Linked DNA regions of Mus musculus: regions 1, 2 and 3 are each linked to region 4. The links are chromatin contacts, called in public HiChIP or PLAC-seq and capture Hi-C maps. All regions are on one chromosome and are shown on one strand. Each heading gives the region's core, a stretch centred on a gene start, on an enhancer-like site or on the middle of the called end of the contact. The rest is flanking DNA. Distances are from core to core; before and after follow the strand shown.

Region 1 (5,469 bases), core at 211-2,710, 200 kb before region 4:
CTAGACCCTCACTACTCCCTCCCACTACCTGGGACACTGGTCCCAAGGTCTTAGTATGGCTGCCACCTACTCATTCAATTGTTAGGATAGGTGCCACCCTCCTTAGAGTACTTCCTGAGTTAAGTACCCTTCACCATCTTCTATCACTGTTCTTATCCCGCTGTCTTCTAGTCACCGCTAGTCATTTAATCTTTGGCGAGTACTCTGCACGTTAAGTGTTCGCTCCCACTGGAATCCAAGCTCTGCGAATTCAGGAACCTGTCTAGTCTTGAGTCAGCCACGACCACCATTCTTACAGACCCTCAGCGGGGACTCAATTAAGTTTGCTCAATCAATGAATTCTTTCAAAAGAGATCTTTTCAAAGCTGGCTAGTGGTTGTCTGAAGCAGTTAAAAGTTGTAACGACTCCTAAAGACGCAAACCCCAGCTGCTGGGTGCCAATACTACACTCGGAGAACAGACGTTCCTGCATTGGCAGGCACCTTGGCAAAGCTCCTCCCTTCTACCAACCGCTGCTTCTCTTCTTCCTCGGGAGATCATGGGGCTGTTGCCATATGTGATATCAACAGGTGTCCGAAGTGCGTTTTCCCTGTACCCAAAGCGGCCAACAGGTCTCCCGAACAAATTTCCACCTCTGAGGCTTGAATGCGCCCCCCACCCCCACCCCAAGTCCCCGTCCCCACCCCGGGCTTTCTTTGGCCAAGCAATTTCCGCTTCGTTGAGCTCCTCACCCACTTCCAGTGCCACGCCTTCCTGGGTCAATACACCTCATCTCCCTCCCTTCCTCCTTCCTTCTGGAAGGGACACTTTGCTAACCCTTACGCCCCCGCGCTCGCGAGGCTCCTACCCTTCCTAGCCCGCCACCTGCAGGTCTGGCTCCACCGCCCATCCTCCCCAACCCCAAGGAGCCTGCGATCACTCTGCGCACCGAGTACCCCCACTTTCGCTGCGGCCTCCTCTATCCCCTGCTCCCGGATCCCCCGCCTGGCCCTCACCGTGGACGTCTAGTTCTCGGCTGGCCACCTGGGCCCCGGAGAGGAGCAGCGAAGCTACCAAGGCGAGGAGCGCCCGGCCCCGCCGCAGCTCACAAAGCTGCGCCATGACCTGCTGCCAGCGCCGCGCGCCAGGCCTCGAGCCGCCGGCCGTTGGGGTGTGGGGGTGGGGTCTCGCGAGCAGGTGCGGGAAAGCCCACGGCCGCGCACGCGCACTGCAGGTCCGCGGGCTCAGGTGCGGCTTCGCCCCGGAGTAGGACTTCGAGGCGCCCGGGTCCCCGGAAGCCCTTTTTTCTGGCTTTTGGCGCGTGCGACGCCTTAGTTGCCTCCCAACACGGTCCCTGGACTCGCGCGGCAACACTCTGCGACTCTTCCCCAGACTGTGAAAGCCTCCACCCGTCCGAGGAGTACTACGGCGAATGGCGGACGCAGGGACACAAGAGAAGGTGGCACCCAGGCTGGGGGTGGGGCGCACCTGGCGGGGCGGGGCAGATGCGGCGCAAGCGCGGAGGGCCCCGCACCTGGCTCTGCGGCCTGCACCTGGCACCGCCCCCGGCTCCTGGGAGGAGGCGTGGTTGGCATTGACCCCGCCCCAGCCGGACCTTGCGGGAGGCGTGGGTCTGTTGGCCACGACGTCCTTGCGCCTTCGTGCTTGCGCTGTGACTATGGCGAGAGAAACTTTTCGGAAACCTGTGGCTGTCTGCCCGCTCTGCTTTAGCGTTCCTTTAGGTGTGAGAGATATATCCTGCCTAAATTCCTCGTTCTCTGTGCCATAAACAAATGTCCCGGATTGAGCAGTGGCCAGGCCAGCTTGGCCTGTGTGTCGTCAAACAGGATCAGCCCGTAGTAGTGATGCGGAAGCAGAGGGAAGAGTGATCAGGAATGTGATGGTGAAATCCTACAGTTGAGTGAGCAGGGGTTGGGACAGTGAAAATCAGGGCATGATCAGAGCCCAGTTTCCTATTCAGTGCGACTGCCAGTTAGGCAGGGCACTGTCTGGAAAGAGGTGACAAGTCCTTAAAACTGCAGGTTTCTCTGGACCCCGTACAGGAAGACAAATACAAATATATAGAGGTGTTAGGGTGACGATCAGAAGCTTGCAAAGGATGAACAGACCTGAAAGGGGGAGGGACACGGGGACTGGACTAGGTACAACACCCAAAGGAGACTTACAAACCACTACCACAGAACCAGGGTGGGCTTCTGGAAAGAAGCTCCATTTAAACTGGATGAATGGAGGAGGGCTGACAGAGGAAGTAGAAGGCCGTTAGCAGAAGAATTAATGATCTCGTTATCATTGAAAATACTGCTCTTGGGCTGGCAAAGTGGCTAAGTAAATACAACTGCCACCAAACCTGATGACCAGATTCGCACCTGCTCGCAAGGTCACCCCCCACCACCACCCCCCAACGGCTGGAGGCCTGGCGTGCCCGGGTGCTCCACGCCTTGTTAGCTTCGCTGCTTCTCTCCGGGGCCCAGGCGGCCAGGAGATTCCTGGTGCAAACACGGTGGAAGAAGAGAACTGGCTTCCTGAAGTTCTCTGACCTCCACACTGTAGCCATGGCACCTGCCAGACCACACGAACACAGACACACACACACAGACACACACACACACACAGACACACACACACACACACACACACACACAAATAAATGTGTTTAAGAAAAATAAAATAGGGCTGGAGAGATGGCTCAGCGGTTAAGAGCACTGACTGCTCTTCTGAAGGTCCTGAGTTCAAATCCCAGCAACCACATGGTGGCTCACAACCATCTATAATAAGATCTGTCACCCTCTTCTGGTGTCTAAAGACAACTACAGTATACTTCATACAATAATAAATAAATCAAAAAAAAAAAAAAAAAAAGGAACTGACTGCTCTTCCAGAGGTCCTGAGTTCAATTCCCAGCAACCACATGGTGGCTCACAACCATCCAAAACGAGTAGCCGTCTTCAGATACTCCAGAAGAGGGCGTCAGATCTCGTTATGGATGGTTGTGAGCCACCATGTGGTTGCTGGGAATTTAACCCAGGACCTCTGGAAGGGCAGTCGGGTGCTCTTACCCACTGAGCAATCTCACCAGCCCCAATAAATCTTTTTTTAAAAAAGAAAAGAAAAAGAAAATAACGTCCTTATTACGGTAAACAAAGTAGGCCTGGTTGCGCAAGCCTGTACTCCCAGCACTCTGGATGTGGAAACAGAACTGGGATAGCTCATAGCCAACCCCAGTAACAAGCACCAACCCCTACCCTGAAGAACAAAAAGCAAAAAGAAAACCACCAGGTGTGGGGTGTAATTCACTTGCTAGAGCACTCACCTAGCAGGCAGGAAGCCCTGAGTTTGATTCTCAGCATCACACAAACCAACCTTGGCATCACAAAGCCAACCTTCTTGGCAGATGCCTGTAATCCCAGCACTCAGGAGCTGAAAGCCAGAGGACCCAAAGCAAGAGTTCAAATTTATAGTCAGCATAGCAAACTCAGACCAGTCCGGGATTCATGAGACCCTGCTAAGCAACAGAAAAAAGACATTACAAAACAAAACAAACACTAAACCTAAACTCTGGAGGGTGGATTTGGGGCTGGAATGGAGTAAATCAAGAGTGTTGGAACTGGCCGTGGAGAAAGGGCCATGAGAAGCAAGCCTCGGTAACTGAAGGCTTAAGAGATGAGGAACAAAAACTGCATGAGGAGCAGTCGACAGGTCTCTCTCTCTCTTCAGATTATTTTATGTGTATGAGTGTTTTGCTTAAATGTCCATCTGACTACCACATATGTGTGTGCCTGGTGCCCACAGAGACCAGAAGAGGCAGTAAATTCCCTGTAACTAGAGTTGTAACTCCAGTTGTGAGCCACCGTGCAGATGCTAGGAACCAAACCCCAGTCCTCTGCAAGAGGTACTCCTTGTTTTGTGACTGGGTCTCTCAGTGTAACCCTGGCTCTCCTAGAACTCTATATGTAGATCAGGCTGTCCTCAGACTTAACAGGGATCTACCTGCCTCTGCCTCCAGGGCTTAAAGGCTTGCGATACCACAGCCAGCCCATAGATAATCTTAGGATTAAATACCTGGGTATTGTGGAAGCCAAGGCCACTGTCACCAGTGTGCTGCAGAAAAAACATGAGTTATCAATACAGTGTTTGCCTTAAGCAACTAAGGTAGTTTTATGCCTGCTATTTTCTTTATCTTGCCCAGAACGCTGATCCCCACCCTTCCGGCTTCCCTCCAGCTCCTACTCTGTGCTTATAAACAACCCCAAGTGGCTGGAGATCCTGGTTGGGGAGAAAACACCATTCATTCATTCACTCATTCATTCATTGAAGCACGTACTTACTCCACACACATTTTGAGTCAGGTCCTGCTATAAATGCGAGAAGGTACAAGCGTGAACAGATCCAGGCACTGTTAGAAATCACCAGGCAGCGACAGCCAGTAGACGTTTGATGCTTGCCATGACTCTTGCTTTGGAATGGAATTATCCTCAGTACCCACTGAGGTGACCTCAGGCCTCTAATCCCTGTGAATAAGAAGGCTGAGGGAGAAAGGACATGATGCGTGTCAGGTCAGCCTGGGCTACATAACAAGGTCTCAAAAAGAGACAAGACTGGGCATGGTAGTGTCCTCTTCTAACCCCAGCACTCAGGACACAGATGTGCGTGCGGAAATCTCTGTGAGTTTGAGACCAACTGTTCTACACAGCAAGTGCAGTAAGACCCTGTCTCAAGAGGTGGTCAGGGAAAAGGGGGAACAAGAGTTGGACAGCTGGCTCAGTTGGTAAAGTGCTTGTCATCCCAGCTCAGGGACCTGAGTTGGAGCCCCCAGCACCTATGTAAAACGCTGGGCAGCATAGCAGATGGCTGTAATCCCAGGGCTAGGGAAGCAGAGGCTGAGGGAGCCTAGGGTTTGCTGGCAAGGAAGCCCAGCCAAATTGACAGTTCCCGGGTTCAAACATAAAATGGAGAGGCTGGAGAAACGGCTCAGCGGTTAGGAGCACTGACTGTACTTCCAGAGGTCCTGAGTTCCAACTCCCAGCAACCACATGGTGGCTCACAACCATCGGTAATGGGCTCTGATGCCCTCTTCTGGGGTGTCTGAAGAGAGTAATAGTGTTAAATACATAGATAAATAAATAAGATGGAGAGCTCTGGCCTCTCAGGGTAAGCCTGCACGTTCAAACGCAGCTGAAATGAAACAAACTGGGATTTCCTTGTTAGAATTATAGAGAACTTGCCTAACAGCTCTTTATTCTGGCTGCTTTGGTTTAAAAGAGCAACTCATCATCATCTCAGTGAAAACCTGCCGATTTGGAAAGGTCAGCTGTCATCTTTGGAAAAGCACGGGTTTGTAGAGACATAATATGAATAACAAGGGCTGTTCTAGGGCTGAACACAGGCCTCCCAGGGCTGTGTTGTGTGTGAGAGAGGCAAGCACCCTCATAGATGTGTGTATATTCTCTCTCTCTCTCTCTCTCTCTCTCT
Region 2 (5,591 bases), core at 98-2,597, 160 kb before region 4:
TGTTCCCGGGTTCCCTCCCCCACTTGGCCCAGGTTGATGGGGGGAGGGCTGGGCTGGATGGGGCCCTGAGGAGGGTGGCGAGTGAGGATGTCTAAGTAGCTGGAAGCCCTTGCAAGGGCTGATTCTCCACTGGATATAGGCAAACACCTTTCGGAAGATATTTGGCGGTGGGGGGTGCGGGTAGGGTGCGAAGGAGGATCAGAGTTCAGCTCAGACCTGAAGAACACAACGACCGCTGATGGGATGGGGTCAGTCCTGTCCAGAGAGGCTGACTTCCCACAGGAGGTGAGTCTTCAGGATCTTCTTGGAACTCCTGAGTCCAAAGTCAGTTTGCCTGGTGCCTCGCCCACCCGCAGATGTCCACAGTTCGGCGAGACACAGACCCAGGACCCCAAGCTTCAAGCCGCCCCCTCTTGTCCTGTCTGGAGGGCCATAGAAATCCTGGTTTTGGCCGAGGCTTCAGGTCCGAGACACTTCCTTTAGCTAGATGACTCTTCCTTTACCTCTGGTCCCCAGGGACCCCTGGGCAGCTCTCCACTGCAATCCATTCCCTGCACTGTTGGCAGAGGGAGGTCCACGGCATGGTGGGACCCAGTGGAGGGATGAGTAGGTGGGGCTGGGCACACAAATGAAGCGGGGGATGGAGAGGGGCGTGGTTTGGGGCCGGGTGGAGGCTTCATACAAATCCCACCAGCATGGCAAGTACTTACTTTACCTGCAATCACCCGTGGTTTTGTTTTGAGACAGACTTCTTTTGTGTAGCCCTAGCTGCCCCCGAACTATGTAGACCAGGATGGCCTCAAACTCACAGATCCACCTCCCTCTGCTGGGGTTAAAGGCGCATGCTATCTTAACTTTGCCTGGCTTTTGTTGTTGTTGTTTTTTAAATATGCCAGAAGAGGGCACTGGGTCTCTTGGGTGTGCTGTCAGGCAACTGTGAGCGGTGAGGACCTGGGGGTCCTCTGGAAGAGCAGCCGGTGCTCTTAACCACAAAGCCACTTCTGGCCCAAAAGTTTTTCTTTTTTCTTCTTCTTTTTTTTAAAAAGGGCTTCATTACCACTTATCTTGCAGTCAGCACAAGGTGGCCTCAAACTTGCTATGTAGCTAAGGAAGACCTTGCACTCCTGACACCCGTTCACCTCTGAGATTCCCGATGTGTACAAACACAACTGGCCTTGAACTCTCGGCGATCCTCCTGCCTCAGAGCGCTGGGATTACAAGTGTGAACCATCACACCTGGCGAAAGGGGCCCATCCCCCATTCCCTTTGAAGACAGGTTCACAGTGCAGCCCTAACTCTCCTAGAACTTACTTCCAACAAGCTGGCCTAGAACACAGAGCTCCTCCCACCTTGCCTCCTGAGCGCTGGGATTAAGGGCTCGGGTTACCATGCTCGCCTTGCAGACCTAGCTTGTTTTAACTTCAGCACATTTTACATCCTGATGGTCAGGTGCCTAGGAAAGCGGCTGGCTGGTAAATGTATGCTGTGCAGCAGGAGTGTGATATGAGCTTAGGAGGAGGGAGCCAGCACTGGCTTCCAGGCAGCTGCAGGAGAACACACCAGCCATTTCTATGAAACGTTTATTTCCTTTGAAACCTCCTGAAACATGCCAGAAATCTCAAGACAGGGATGGGAAGAGGGGGAGGAAAAGACAATAAAGAATGATTAAAACAAAAATCCAAATGGAATAAATCAACCTGGAAAAAAAAGCCTGCTATCTCCAGTCATTACACAGAGTATCAACCTCAAATTAAATAATTTTTTTTTGCAGGAATTCTTACAAAAATAATAGAACAAAAGCAAAAATTAAAATTTACAACTGTCAATGTACATGATTAGGTCCCCCAAATGATTCGAATGGTCTGAAGATATGAGAAGACACATTAAAGAAAGAAATGAAGGGAGGGGGTTGGGGGGAAGGGGGAAGGCTCCAGGTTGGGTTCTGAGAGGAGAGGAAGGGGGAGGGGCTGGAGAACCCTTTAGAAAGGTGATCAGGAGACAGACATCACAGTAGCTGGCCAGGGTTCAGGACACTGGGTGGTCTGGTTTGCCACCATCATTCCATGGTGAGTGGAGGGCATGGCAGGCTGCTCCCTCACAACCAGGGGTTCCCCGGGGGTCAGAGGCAGGTCACAGGGAGCTCTGGATACCCTTTCCTCAAGCCCTGCCCTTCAGCCTGGCCCATCGGGAGCAGAGTGCCTGTTGTGTGTGGTAGTGGGCCCAAAGAGAAGTGATGGGTCCTGGTCTGAGGGCTGGGCCATCTCGTTATGGCTCTGGGTCCAATCTACGCTGCCAACTGTGCCGCCTGCTGCCCCCACGTCCCTCTGAGTCCTCACATTGACCTCCAGCCCACAGGGTTTGGGGAAATCCACAGACTGTGGCCATTCAAACGTGTTCCGGCACAACTCTACATGAAAAAATAAATATATATATATATATATATATTCTTTTCTGTTTGTTTTTAAAGAAGGAAAAAAAGGGGGAGGGGGATTTGTGTTTCCTGGGTGAGCAGCGTGCCCCACTGAGCTGCCCCTTATTGCCTTTGGAGAATCTCTGGGGGCTGGGGGCTGCACTGTGAGTGCTCCCCAGGGAGCACAGTGAGCGTGGCTGGTGTCCACTGGGGGATGGAGTGTGGCCAGGGAGACTTGTAAAAGGAAAGACAACCATACAGGGGGTGAAGGCTCTGCCTCAGCCCTGTCCTCAGGTTCCTCAAAGCCGCTGGCGTAGGGGGCAATGGCCTAGTTGTCCTAGAGGAGGATCCCATGGCTGGCCAGATCAGTAGCTCCAAGGCAGAGGGGCCTGCGGCTGCTTGGAGAGAAGCTGATAAAAAAGATCATATAAACAGTCCTAGCTGTACAAATGGGGTTTCTCAAAGGAGTGGATCTGGGTGCTAATGGGTCCTGTCCATTCTGGGGCCCCAGGAAAATAATTTAAACTCTATGAAAGTGCTCCTGGCTGCTGTGTGGAAGGGGGACTCGGAGGGTGATGTCCATGCTACCTGGAGCCAGTTCACTGGGGATAGAGGAGCCCTGGACTGTCAGGGAGTGGGGGAAGAAAGGGCTCACTTCGTTCCATAGTTCTCATGCAGGGGCTCCTGGGCCCCTCCCACCGACACAGCTCCAGGCAGCTGGGTCCTAGGAATGGGCGCTCCTGTGGCCTGCAAGGCGGCAGGGAGCAGCTGAGAGGGGCCTGAGACTAGTGCCTGGCGTCCCCCGAGTCCCTAAAGGAAGGTTGCAGGGCAGTGGGTGCGGGGCTGTGGCTGGATGACCTGTCACCCCTGCAACCAGAAGCCCACTGCCTGCCAGCCAGGGCGGTCTAGGGTGACCCAGGGGCACTCAGAGCTCCTTCTTCTCCCTGCTGAAGAGCTCTGCGAACTTGCGCAGCTGTTCACTGGCGGCCTGCGACTCCTCCTGCAGTCGCTGGTTGTTCTGCCGCAGGCTGGCCACCTCGGACTGCAGCACCACCTTGTCCTGCTTCTCCTGGGAGGGCAAAGGGCTGGGTTAGTAAGGTACGGTAAGGCAGATGGCTGAGGTGCACAGAGCAGAAGCAGACCGCAGCCACTGGATCCTGAGAGGCCTGTCTGCAAGGGTTCAAATCCCAGCTCTGCTTCTCCAGATGAACCACCCAGGGCAAGTTAACTCATACCCTGGCCTCAACTCTGACAGGAAGTTTGGAAAGCTTGCGGGTTAATTTATTCTTTTTTTTTTTTTTTCTTTTAAAGATAAGGTCTTAGTATGTAGCTCAGGCTGACCTCAGACTCTCCGGTGCTAGGATCACAGGCATGCACCCCACCACTGACAGGCCGAAGTAGTCATTTGCTAGCCATACTCACTGTTACCACCCCACCTCACCCCAACCTTCGGGATGGCTGTCATCTTCACTTTCCTGGAAGAAAACAACCAAGACCCACCACAGCCTGAGCAGGCTCTGCTCTCCCGAGGTCATGCGACATCCTGGCGCAGGGAGTGCCAAGGCTGTGTGTGCAGCATTAAATACCGGGGTGGGATCTGAACCTGGGTCCTGCCTTGCATCACCTCAAATATATAAACAAGTAAAGCTCCCCCAGTCCTGCTTCTTCTCATCCCCCTCCACCCTGAGATGGGTGCATGGACGCCACAGATACAACGGTGCCCTTCCACAAGGGACTGTCTTCTTTTTATTTTTTTATTTATTATTTGGTCTTTTTGAGGCAGGGCTTCTGTGTATCCCGGACTGTCCAGGCTGGCCTCAAACTTACAAGAGGTCTGCCTGCCTCTGCCTCCCAGCAATGAGTGGGAAGGCTGAGGCAGGAGGATTAAGGCCTGGACTATTTCTCACTAAGTTAATATTGCATGGTAGTTGCTAGATATATCTACTAGTCATTTACCCATTTTCACCTATTTCCTTATTTATGCATGCGTGCGTGCGCAGAGGGGCATGTGTCTGAAGAGGGCTCCAGGGGTCCCTGTCACTCTTCGCCTATTTCTTTGTCTCTCCCTTTACCTGTGGTTATGTTCTCTTGGACAGGCTAGAAGCCAGCAAGCTTCTGTGACCCTCCTGTCTCTGCTCTGCTTAGAGCTGGGGCTCCAGGCACGTGTGGCACTATGAGGCTTGACTGAAACTCTTTTTTTTTTTTTTAAATGATTTATTTATTTTTTTTTTTAAGATTTATTTATTTATTACATGTAAGTACACTGTAGCTGTCTTCAGACACTCCAGAAGAGGGAGTCAGATCTTGTTACAGATGGTTGCTAGCCACCATGTGGTTGCTGGGATTTGAACTCTGGACCTTTGGAAGAGCAGTCGGGTGCTCTTACCCACTGAGCCATCTCACCAGCCCTTGACTGAAACTCTTAATTGGCTGCAGAGTCCCACTTGCATGGCTGTCCTATAATATATACTGCCATTCCCCCCTTGATGGCCAACATCTGCCTCCCGTTTTAATTTGTAATTATTTATAATTACTTAAAGGCCTACCTACGTCTCGAAAAACAAAAACAAAACAAAACAAAACAAAAAAAGGCCTACCTACCCTCATGTATCTCAGTAAGATTCAGTATGTAGCTGAGGATGGCACTGGTCTCTGATTCTCTTTCCTCCATGACAAGAGCTGGGATTACAGCATCTGCCATCATGCCCAGCTCAGGCAGTATGAGGAAACCCAGAGCCTTGTGCACGCTGGACAAATACTCTACTAACTGACCTGCATGCCGATTTCCTCTACCTTGCTTGACGTTTCAATCCCCTGGTGATCATATTCCAGAGCAGAGGGGCAGGAGTGTGTGTGTGTGTGTGTGTGTGTGTGTGTGTGTGTGTGTGTGTGTGGTGCAGTGCTGCCTGCAGGGGGAGAGGGGTAGGCAGGAGGCACACTGTGGGCCTCACCTTCTGCAGGTCCGTGTGCAGCTGCTTCAGCATCACCTCCAGCTGGTACACCTTGCCTGTCAGATCCAGGGGTGACTCCTCGCTGGAGAGACAAGGGATGGGGTCAGTCCTGATGCCTGACACCTCAGAGAAGTGTTCTTACTCAAAAATTGGGAGAGACTTGGGGTACAAGTCTGTTCTCACCTTCCTGAAAGCCCAGGGGTGTAAGGGACCGATGAACAGCTCTGCAG
Region 3 (5,487 bases), core at 732-3,231, 140 kb before region 4:
CTGCACTGGTACCCTGTTTTAGCCATGGCCCTTCTTCGTGAGGCTGTGACATGTTACTGCTCCGTCCAGGTTCCGAGGGGCTGGCAGGCGGTCCTGGGCGACAGCTACAAGGATGACCGCAAAGATCCGGGACACGGTCAGGCCTGGTTTTAAACGTTTGCCACACGGCACCCCATAAAGCCCCCGGCACTTTCTGCTGCAGGAGCTGCCGATGCTGTATTTCAGGTGGGGGCACTAGGGCTGGGAGAGCCTAGATAGCTCCCTTATGGTGATGCATGGGATCGAGCAGCCTCAAGCTTTCTTCCGTACTCAACAAGATCGCCGGCAGGAGAAAGGCACAATAGACAGAGACTAAGCACAGCAGCGGCGGCTTCACTATGTCCACATGACCTTCGTTGGACCACAGCTATGTTACTGTTATCACCAAAGTTTTAGAGACAGGAACTCATGTATCCCAGGCTGGCCTCCAGCTTGCTGTGTAGCTGAAGATGACCTTGACCTCCTAACCCTCTTGCCTCTCCCTCCTGAGTGCTAGGATTAACAAGTATGGAACACTGTCCAGCCGGGCCACCCATTATTGTCCCATCTAATGGAAGGGAAGTTGGGCCTCAGAGACCAAGGGCCTGAAGGAGTTCAGTGTAAGGCAGTCAGGCAGTAATGCCATGCCCACATAGCTGGGGCGGGGCTGGGGGGCAGGCTGCAGGCCACCTGGCTCGCTCCCATCTTGCCCCCATCCTCCTCTGTGCCTGCTGTGACCCGAGCGTCTGGAATGATGGGCTTCACCTGGATCTTACGACCATCACTGCTTGTCACCTCCACCAAGTGCCACCCGTCAGCATCGCCACCACTGTCTCTTCCAGGGTTACCTGCCTTCCGTGTTCTCCCCACAGCCACAAGGACCCTGTGGAAATGTGCGACACTCCAGAACTCCTTGTGGTGTTGGCTCATGCAGACAGGCAGAGACCCCCATAGGTCCCACTCCATCTGCCACCTCCTGTGTCCTCAGTTTCTCCACTTGCCTGTCTTTTCTAGCAGTTACACAAGGCTATCCCTCAAATACCCGGGAATGTTTCTACCGCAGGGCCTTTGAACTGCCCCTCTGCCCACAGACCTCAGGCACTCCCTCAACCCCTAGCATTCTAGGAAAATAGTCTGGGTTTTTTCCCCCTTGCTGACAGATCTATCATGTGTGGTTCCAGTCTTCCGACACAGGCAGGGTGGGCCCCAGCAGACCCCCAGATTACCTTTGAGGGCTGTGCCCGAGATGGATCCCCAGACAGACTCGGAGACTGCTAGCGCAGCCCGGGAAGCAGAGCCACGTGCTTCCTCCCTGCTGGGAACGCCCAGCTGCGTCAGCTCCACGTGGAACAGAGTCTCAGATCCCCTTAGCTGACTGACAAATTGCTCTGGAAACTGAAAGATTTTGGCATGTGTACTGCTTAGGGGCCAGGTAGTTATGTGCCTGGGCTTGCTGGGCCTTTCAGGTGCCCACGACGGGTGCCAGCACCTGGCAGGGAGCTTGGCTGCTGGGCTCCCATGACGAATGTCTGGGGTGGGTGGGGTGGGCTAATATCTGTGAAGTAGCTGCAGTCACGGACCTGCACAAGCAGATACAGGCTCTGTGGGCTTTGAAGAAAAGAGCTGGGGCCAGGCAAGAGGATGGGGCCTTTCTGGGCATGGCCAGCTCATCTCTTCCTGGCAGTTTTCAAATTCTGCTCTCTGTCCTGCCTTCCCTAAACAGCCTGCTTCTTTCAGAGAAGACTACAGTGCCCCACCTTTCCTCTAAAATTAAAGACCGATCTCATTGTCTAGCCCAGGCCGGCCTCCCGCTCACATTCTTCTTGTCTCTGAGTGCTGTGATTACAGGCTGCCCCCAGAGTGATATTTTAGAAAAATGTTTGCCAGATTAGGGGCTCAGGCACCTTCGCTGGCTCTCACACCCTCCAGGACCAGATGCTAGCTCTAACCACAGCAGTGAGCCTGCTAGAGCAGCCCTCTTGCCACCCTGCTACTCACACCTCCTGCCACGCTTCCCTTGGGGATCCACCTCAGTCTCCCGGCCACCAGACATTCCCAGAGTACTGCGAGCAGGCCGGCGAGGTACAATAGTCTTAGCTGTCTGGCTGCCAATCAAGACACTGCCTGCCTATTTCCCTCCTGAGCCTTGATTGCCATCTGTGTCTCACTTGGTTGTTGTCTGTCTGTCCATCTGTTTCCTCTCTGCAGCAGAATGTCAGCCCCATGAAGGAGGACTGGACTCTGTTCCCTGGAGCACGGGGGTATCTAGAACAGCACTGCCGAGGAAAGCTGAGCTGGTCTGGTCTGGTCTGGTCTGGTCTGGTCTGGTCTGAGATCCCCTCCAGCCAGAGTGGCCAGTGCTCCTCACTTACAGCAACTAGCAAGAGCTCACCTCACCCCCTGGACATTTGCTCCAGGCCTGTGCCATCTCTGAGTGACTTAGCCTCACCCTTCCTGGGACTCCACCTCCTGTTTTACCCCATAGACCATTTTTTTCTTTTTTCTTTTTTTGGTTTTTTCGAGACAGGGTTTCTCTGTGTAGCCCTGGCTGTCCTGGAACTCACTCTGTAGACCAGGCTGGCCTCAAACTCAGAAATCCGCCTGCCTCTGCCTCCCAAGTGCTGGGATTAAAGGCGTGAGCCACCGCCGCCCAGCTGTGACCTGAGTTTGATTCCTGTAACCCACGTAAAGGTGTAAGAAAGCCTGACTTCATCACGCCACCCGCTGACGTTTTCACGCGTGGTACGCCATGTACGCTGACACACAATTGGAAGCTGCACACATCCTCCCATCTCCTCCCGCTGAGACCTTCCCTGGCTTTCTTTAGCCCTTGGGATCAAATTCACACTCAGTAATGGAGTGCCTGAGTGACCTCGCTGGCCCCTCGGGCCTGTGCTCAGTGACATGAAGCTCAACCCTCTTACCCGGGTCCCACCCTTTGTACCCTCATCTCCTACTTGTGAGAAACCTCTCTACAACCCCATCTTTCTCTTCTGCCCTTCAGATTTGAGGCAAGTCTCCTTCTGTAGCCTCAGCGGGCCCAGAAGTGACAATTCTGGATCAGCCTCCGAAGCGCTGGGGTTAGTAGCACCTGTGCCACCAGGTCTGGATTGTTTAGTTTGTTTTTAGGTCAACGTCCACAGCCAGAGCTGTGGGGCTTAGACTGTGCATGGCCCTGGCTTTGATTCCCAGCAACACCCCCTATACCCACCCTCACACACACAAAATACAACGTAATACACGTAATGAAACTGCAGACTGAAGACATTGGCCAGCCTCCTCTGAGGATGCCTGCTGCTGCGGCTCATCCATGACTTTGCTACCATCTGCCTGTTGTCTTCCTGGGGCCAGCCAACACTGGGCCTGGCACACATGCACCTGCTCATGAATAAATGGCAAGTGCTGGGCAGGTGCAGACAGGGCACAGGGTTCTCGTGAACAGGACTGTGCAGACAAGAGCCTCACCCGTGTCTGGGTGCTGGGTTCAAGTACCACGCTGTCTGACATTCTCAAGGACCATACCCACGACAGTAGCTGCTGAGGGCTTCAGTGCAGTGGGACAACACCACCAACTTGCTGCACTGACTGGAACACCACCTTCACTCACACATGCGTGTGGTTGCAGTGTGTAGGTCTGTGGTGTGTGTGTGTGGTGTGTATGTCTGTGGTGTGTGTGTGGTGTCTTATGTGTGTGTGTATATGTGGTATGTCTGTGGTATGTGTGGTGTGTATGTGTGTGGTGTATATGTATGTGGTGTGTGTGTGTGTGTGTATGTATGTGGTGTGTAGGTCTGTGGTGTGTGTCGTGTATGTGTGTTTGTGGTGTGTATGTATGTAGTGTGTGGGCGGTGTGTCTACGTGTGTGTTGTGTGTCATGTGTGTGTGTCTATGTGTGTGTTGTGTGTGCATGTCTGTGGTATGTGTGGTGTGTGTGTGTGGTGTGTAGGTCTGTGGTGTGTGGTGTGTGTATGTGTGTGTGGTTGTGGTATGTATGTCTGTGGTGTGTGTGTTTATGGTGTATATGTATGTAGTGTGTGGGTGGTGTGTCTACGTGTGTGTTGTGTGGTGTGTGTATGTGTATGTCTGTGGTATGTGTGGTGTGTGTGTGTGTGTGGTGTATATGTATGTGGTGTCTGTGTGTGTGTATGTATGTGGTGTGTAGGTCTGTGGTGTGTGTATGTGTGTGTGGTTGTGGTATGTATGTCTGTGGTGTGTGTGTGTTTATGGTGTATATGTATGTAGTGTGTGAGTGGTGTATCTACGTGTGTATTGTGTGGGTCGTGTGTGTCGTGTGTGTGTGCGTGTGTGAGACTCATGTCCTTGCCACAGACCCTCCTGCCTCAGCTCTTCCCTGTGCTGGGATGAGATGATGGGGATGGATCACTACAACTGGCTGAATGTTTCTTTTTTTCTTTTTTTAAGAGATTTTATTTATTTATTTTATGTACGAATATTTATTATTATAAATAAGTACACTGTAGCTGTCTTCAGATGCACCAGAAGAGGACATCAGATTTCATTATGGGTGGCTGTGATCCACCATGTGGTTGCTGGGATTTGAACTCAGGACCTTCAGAAGAGCAGTTAGTGCTCTTACCCGCTGAGCCATCTCGCCAGCGAGATGTTTCTTAAAATCATCTCATTTCTAACACTGTGTGGTGGCAACTAGGTATACTTCTAGCATCTCAGAGGCAGAGGCAGGAGGATTACCACAAGTTTGAGTCCAGCCTGATCTCCTGAGTTACAGGCCAGTCAGGGCTACAGAGTAAGGTCCAATCTCAAAAACAGGTCCTCCTCTTCCTCCTCCCCCAACACCACTGCCCACCACACACACAGAAGAGGAGAAAGCAAGAAGCCCTTCCATCTCATCTTCCATAGGGTCCAGGGCAGTGTCTGTGAGATCAGGGGTGGGCGAGAAGCGCTGCCGCCTCCTAAGGAAATCCACATCCATTTAAGAGGCAGCGTCTCCCTCCTCTCAGCACCCAGATCACCTCAGGCACCCCATTTTGGGAAATGCTGTTCCACACTAAAACCCCGTTGCCTAGGAGAAAACTTCAGGAAGCAGCTTTAATGAGTAGATAAGTATGACTTGCAATTAGCATCAATTGTCTATATGCAAATTAAAGCTAGCAACCACCAGGGCCACTTGTATAGTGGGGCTCTCCCCCCCACTCCCTCCACTTCTGGGTTTGGCAAATACTTCTCTCAGCTATGGGGTAATTTGTTCCCACCCCCCTGCCTCACGCACTATCCACGCCTGGCATCACTACTGCCTTTATATCATGGATTTCAAAACCCTACAAAATTTTTCTTTCCAGTGCTAGGGGTTGAATCCAGATCAGCCTGACAGTGAGGCCTCCAGTTACACCTCCTGCCCACGGTTAACTTGTTGCTGTGTTTGTTCTGAAACAGGGTCTCACTAAGTTGACCAGGATGGCTTTGAACTTGTGATCATCCTGCCTCAGTCTC
Region 4 (5,315 bases), core at 719-3,218:
AAGGGCCAAAAACAGAAGCAGCAAGCCAATGAGGGCTGTGAGTCCTACTAAAGTTGAAGGTATCAGAACCTCAGACCTGATACGGGACAACAACTGGCTAATTGTTATTATTTTCTGTTATGGTTTTAATTTGTAATACCCACTCACATTAAATGTTTTATTTAGTTATTTTAATTGTGTGTGTGTGGTACTAGGAACTGAGAGCCCTGTGCATACTACCACTGAGCCCCACCTTCAGCCCTCACTGGGGGATTCTAGGCAGGGGCTCTACCATTGAGCCACGCCCCCAGCCCCTCCTGTTATAAGTCTTACACTTTGCAGTTCCTTAGAATGTGACCTCATTCGGAAACTAGGTAGCTGGAGAGAGAGCTCTTTGCAAGTTAGCATGAGGTCTTTAGAGATGGAGGCAGGAGGATCTCTGTAAGTTCAGCCCAGTCTGGTTTAAATATTCAGTTTTAGGACAGCCAGGGCTACACAGTGAACCCTTGTCTCAAAGAACAGAAAACAAACTACAAGAAAAGTAATAATAATACTGAAAAGAAATTAAAGCACAAAGGGCTGGAAAGATGTCTCAGCAGTTAAGAGCTCTCAGTGCTATTCCAGAGGACCCAGGTTTGATTCCCAGCACCTACATGGCAGGCCACAGCCATCTATCACTCCAGTTCCAGACTATCATACATGCTCTTCTGACCTCCACAGGCAGAACAGCCACACACATAAAATAAAAGCATGAGTCACACCTGAGTAGGGCAGGCCCCTGATCCAATATGAACTGGTGTCCATATGAAAAGGAAAACTAGAACCCAGCGGTGGTGATGGTAGCAGCACACTCCTTTAATCTCAGCATTCAAGAGGCAGAGGCAGGCAGGGTTTGAAGCCAGTCTGGTCTACAGAATGAGTTCCAGGACAGCCAGGGCTACAATGTGACATGCATACACAGAAATACCACGTGAAAAACAGAGACATGGTAAGATTAAAAAAAAAAAAAAACTCCAGGAAACTCTAGGGCCAGCCAGCTCGCAGAAGCTGGAAAGAGCCATGAGATGACCTTCTTTCCAGAGCCCGGAAGGAACCAACCTAGGCCATACCTGAGCTCAAACCTGTGGCCTCCATAACTCAGGACTGCTACACCAATTTCTGCTGCTTGAGCCAACCAGCTTGTGGCAATCCTAGCCAACCAAAACTGTACCTAAGCCCAGAGGACGCTGCCATCTGTGCCAAATTCCTCAGCTAGCTGGGGGGGGGGGGGGCGGGTGTTCTGGGCCTGTCTTTGGGGACCTGTGTTGCCAACCCCTGTCTGGTGATTCCTGCCTGTGGGAAGAGCTCTCCCACTCTCATATCCTCTATGACTCCTGGCTCCACCTGACACCTGCTTCGCCTCCATCCCCCACCTGTCTCCAGGGCCTGGGAAGAAAAGAAAGATGAATGAGACCGAATCAGGGGGGCCTGGAGGCTGCATCGCAGTGGGGCAACTCTGAACAGTGCTCTGTGCACAAGAAAATGCTGAGGAGGGTGGAGGTGGATCAAAATCACCTCCCTACCCAGCTGGCTGGCAAAAGGCAATCCAGCCTCACCCACAGTGCACTGCAGAGAGCAGCCCGCCCCAGACGGACCAAGCAGAAGGAAGCAGGCCATTAACAAAATCATCCAGAACTGTGGACACCCTTGGATCCCAGAGGGTCCCAGGCTTACCACTGTGAACACAGCGACTGGCTTTCCAGCAGCCTCGGGGAATCCAGGCCCAGAAGGGAGGCTTTGTTCAGACCTGCCCTCAGCACCTGGAACAAGTCTTCGTGAAGCAACTGTCCCGGAGCCCAAGGCACAGGCGTGTGTGCCTGGCAGAGGCCTGAGGCCACTGTGGCAAACTGGGAACCATCTCGAGACACAGTGGTTTTGGACTAAAGGCTGTGGCAGGCACCACTAAAATCCAAGTGGGACTGGAACCAATTAGCAGTTATTTCAGGAGAATCAGTAAGTGGTAGATCACACAGCAGGCGAGTGTGGGATTCTGTCTGTGTCTACACCAACCGTGGCTGACAGGGTGGGTGGAGAGTGGAGCGACGGCATATACTTGGGCCATACAAAATTAAGTGTCAAGTCACAGCTTGTTGCGTCTAACGTACACATTCCCCAGCACCTACCAGAACCCTGAGTTGATCACAGGTGGTAATGCCCGCAGATACTGAAGCTGGCTCCCTGACATGAACTTTTCAGGAGAGAATGGCAACTAAAATCACCTACCACACAGAACGGTGCATGCCTCTGCAGTCATCAGGAAACACTGAATACAATTCAGAAATGCACGAGTGTTCCATCACAAAAGTTATGAAAGCCGGGCATGGCGGCGCACGCCTTTAATCCCAGCACTCGGGAGGCAGAGGCAGGCGGATTTCTGAGTTTGAGGCCAGCCTGGTCTACAAAGTGAGTTCCAGGACAGCCAGGGCTATACAGAGAAACCCTGTCTCGAAAAAACAAAAAAACAAACAAACAAAAAAAACCCAAAAGTTATGAAAAGAAAAAAAGCACAAATTGAAACATTTAAAACAAAAGCCACCAGAAAGCTACAGAGAGGCAGGGTGTGGCAGAGCACCCCTGAACTCCAATACTTGACAGGGTTGGAGTTCAAGGTCAACCTCAGCTACACGAGATCCTGTCTCAAAACAACAAAAAGAAATTGCGAGAGAGCTGGCCAAATCGTCACAGTTTCTTCTCATAAAGGCTACATATAAACGATGCAAAATAGAAATGTACACAACTTGGATTCAATTTTCTATAGACTCCTTCCCTAGAACTTGATGGAATTTGTTCTTTATCAAATTTCCATGAATATTCATAAAGCCTGTTACTACATTAGAAAAACAAAATTCTCAAATTCTCCCAAAGAAAGTTTTTCCTACCCTAATGCCCTGACTCTAAGCTATTTAAAAGGTTCATAAGCACACACATGCACTCACACACAAGTGCCAGAGGGCACACAAAGTACCCATATATACTGTGTGGCTTACAACCACCTACAACTCTAGTTCCAGGGGATCTGTCTCCTCCAAACCCTGGCTTCCTGGGACACCCACACACATACAACGGCATACACACAGATATAAATAAAAAAAAACTGTAAATAATTTTGAAAAAAATGGGTTTTAGACAGTACATTATTTGTATATCCTGTGTAGCTGTCTTTTCTATTTTGTAAGTTCTTCTTTTTCCCACCCTTTACCCACCCCCGATAGGAGATTAAGAAGGAAGGAGGGAGAGAGAGAAGAAGGGAGGAAGAGAGGGAGAGAGAGAAGAAGGGAGGGAGAGAGAGAGAAGAAGGGAGGGAGAGAGAGAAGAAGGAAGGGGGAGGGGGAGGGAGAGAATGTTGAATCTAATTCCTTTCCTTTTGTTTCTTCTTTGAGCATGACTACTAACAAACCATAACCAATCCTCCTGGGGCCCTATCATTTATATACCCACTGAAAAGTTCCTAGAATTCCAAACATCACACAATCACAGAAACTATCTGCAGCTGGCAAGACCATGTCTCTGCTAGAGCACGAGGCAAATCATGGTCAGCTGCTGCAGACAGTCAGCCTCTGTCTCCACACCTGGGATTAAAACAAGCACACATATTTCTGTGTTTTTTAAAGAAACTAACATTCCAAAATCGTCAGTACAATCCTGTACACAAATCTCTGAAACAAACAAAACAAAACTTGCAGTCCTGTTCTCCCATTCTATGGTCATGGTCTTGGTGGCCCCAATCACAACACTCTTGCTTTTGATGAAGTCGGATTAACTTTTCCTTTTCTTGTTTGAGCCTTTGGTGTCCTACCTAAGAAACATGGCTCAGAGTCACAAAGATATACTCCTGTGCTTGCTTCTAAGCAGTTTATAGTTTTAATTCTTACATTTAGATCTGAAGTGGCACATACCTTTAATCCCAGCACTTGGGAGGCAGGGGCAGGCGGATTTCTGAGTTCAAGGCCAGCCTGCAGCACTTGGGAGGCAGAAGTAAGTGGATCAAGAGTTCACAGCTAGCCTGGTCTACAGAGTGAGTTCCAGGACAGCCAGGGCTACACAGAGAAACTCTGTCTCAAAAAATAAAATAAAATAAAATAAAATAAAATAATAATAAAATAACCCCAAGCCCCCCCCAAACCCCAAACAAAAAAGCCTCTGACCTAGATGAGGGAGAGGGAAGGGGTGAGGGAGAGGAAAGGAAAAGTAGCCAGTATGGTAGGTAGTGCATGACTAACTGAAGGGACTCTAGCCAGCCTGAGCGTGGCAGACATGGCTCTAGCAGGCCTTGCCCTTCTCCCCCATTCCCTCTGCCTTGCTAAACCATTAGATTACATTCAGAAAGCTGGCCACCAAGGTCCCTTAGGTGGCCACTTCCTTCTCCTGAGGCTGACTACCAAGGCCCGTTATCAAAGTACTCAGCCCAGCAATCCAAAGCCCCCTTGTGGCTACTACCCTAATTAGCATGCCCAGTTAAAATTAAACACCTCATCCTAACACAGGGGGTCTCCTTTTCCATCTATAAACTACCATTTTCCTATGGGCCACGTCAGACTCCTCTCTACCCAGAGGCAGTCCTTTGCCCCTCCAAGGCAGATAGATATCCCTTCCCACCTCCCTTGTTCTCTGTCTTCTGTCTTTGCCCCTTATTCCCTGACCTCTGTCCCTTTGGGGTAAATAAATCTCCTTTGTGCTAAGAACTTGGTCTTGGGGTACCTGTTCCCTTTCAGTAATCCTATCTATCACTCAGGAGGCTGAGGCAGGAGGATCTTGTCTGGAGCTAGTTTGGGCCATAAAGTGAGACTTTTGTCCTTAAAAAACAAACAAACAAACAAATATCCATGTATGTATAATTTATAAATTGACAAGTTACAGATTTGATGACTGGCATCATATAAGGGACTCTTCCTGCTTGTTTGTTTTTTGAGACAGGGTTTCTCTGTGTAGCCCTGGCTGTCCTAGAATTCACTCTGTAGACCAGGCTGGCCTTGAACTCAGATATCAGCCTGCCTCTGCCTCCCAAGTGCTGGGATGAAAGGCGTGCGCCAGCACAGTCCGGCTCTCATAGAAGGAACTCAGAACCAGGTATGACGGCAGCCACTGACAGTCCCAGTACTTGAAGGTGAAGGCAGCAGGCTCACAAGTTCAGGATCAAACTGTTCCATAATGAGAAGGCAGTCCTGGTTACATGCCATCCTTCTTTTCCTCTTGTTAGTCTGAGACAGGGTCTCTCTACGTAGTCCTGGTTGGTCACCACACCTGACTAATAACCAAACTTCTTTAAAAACTGCCTTGCCAGGAATGGTGGTATACAC

Evidence for each region. HiChIP or PLAC-seq counts read pairs in DNA pulled down with a chosen protein or histone mark. Capture Hi-C pulls out chosen DNA fragments and counts their contacts.
Region 1: a contact with region 4 is called in an RNA polymerase II HiChIP or PLAC-seq map of embryonic stem cells, with 16 read pairs. The contact joins the promoter of Spint2 here to the enhancer-like site in region 4. A contact is called at or near these places in 1 of 39 promoter capture datasets (embryonic stem cells), 5 of 115 datasets of contacts at active chromatin or transcription factors (embryonic stem cells, extraembryonic endoderm stem cells and pancreatic cancer cells) and 1 of 9 other capture datasets (adipose tissue).
Region 2: an H3K27ac HiChIP or PLAC-seq map of embryonic stem cells shows a contact between it and region 4, with 3 times the contacts expected there. The contact joins two enhancer-like sites. A contact is called at or near these places in 1 of 484 Hi-C or Micro-C datasets (cerebellum), 4 of 115 datasets of contacts at active chromatin or transcription factors (embryonic stem cells, epiblast stem cells and pancreatic cancer cells) and 2 of 9 other capture datasets (adipose tissue and liver).
Region 3: a contact with region 4 is called in a capture Hi-C map of embryonic stem cells, with 2.3 times the contacts expected there. The contact joins two enhancer-like sites. A contact is called at or near these places in 5 of 115 datasets of contacts at active chromatin or transcription factors (embryonic stem cells and extraembryonic endoderm stem cells) and 4 of 9 other capture datasets (adipose tissue, embryonic stem cells, liver and 1 more).

The regions. Positions count from the first base shown.
Region 1 is chr7:29,280,517-29,285,985 of GRCm38.p6, forward strand. It overlaps Spint2 (serine protease inhibitor, Kunitz type 2), which reads right to left and starts at 1,461. Exons shown (of 7, transcript NM_011464.2): 1 at 996-1,461. The coding sequence starts at 1,101. It overlaps Gm45977 (a long non-coding RNA gene), which reads right to left. Exons shown (of 4, transcript XR_003946629.1): 2 at 4,326-4,523; 3 at 4,060-4,098; 4 at 3,204-3,502.
Region 2 is chr7:29,318,809-29,324,399 of GRCm38.p6, forward strand. Sipa1l3 (signal-induced proliferation-associated 1 like 3) reads right to left here. Exons shown (of 23, transcript NM_001081028.1): 22 at 5,362-5,443; 23 at 1,570-3,479. The coding sequence ends at 3,336. Among named protein-coding and RNA genes, the nearest start is that of Dpf1, 14 kb to the left of the region's middle. Within about 2 kb of position 1,348, at least 41 of the 459 cell types and tissues checked have an H3K27ac peak or open chromatin away from gene starts, as enhancers often do. A contact at or near this core is called in embryonic stem cells, where this site is marked.
Region 3 is chr7:29,340,575-29,346,061 of GRCm38.p6, forward strand. The region is part of intron 16 of Sipa1l3 (signal-induced proliferation-associated 1 like 3); the gene reads right to left. Among named protein-coding and RNA genes, the nearest start is that of Dpf1, 35 kb to the left of the region's middle. Within about 2 kb of position 1,982, at least 65 of the 459 cell types and tissues checked have an H3K27ac peak or open chromatin away from gene starts, as enhancers often do. A contact at or near this core is called in embryonic stem cells, where this site is marked.
Region 4 is chr7:29,482,528-29,487,842 of GRCm38.p6, forward strand. All of the region lies in intron 2 of Sipa1l3 (signal-induced proliferation-associated 1 like 3), which reads right to left. Among named protein-coding and RNA genes, the nearest start is that of Sipa1l3, 20 kb to the right of the region's middle. Within about 2 kb of position 1,969, at least 34 of the 459 cell types and tissues checked have an H3K27ac peak or open chromatin away from gene starts, as enhancers often do. A contact at or near this core is called in embryonic stem cells, where this site is marked.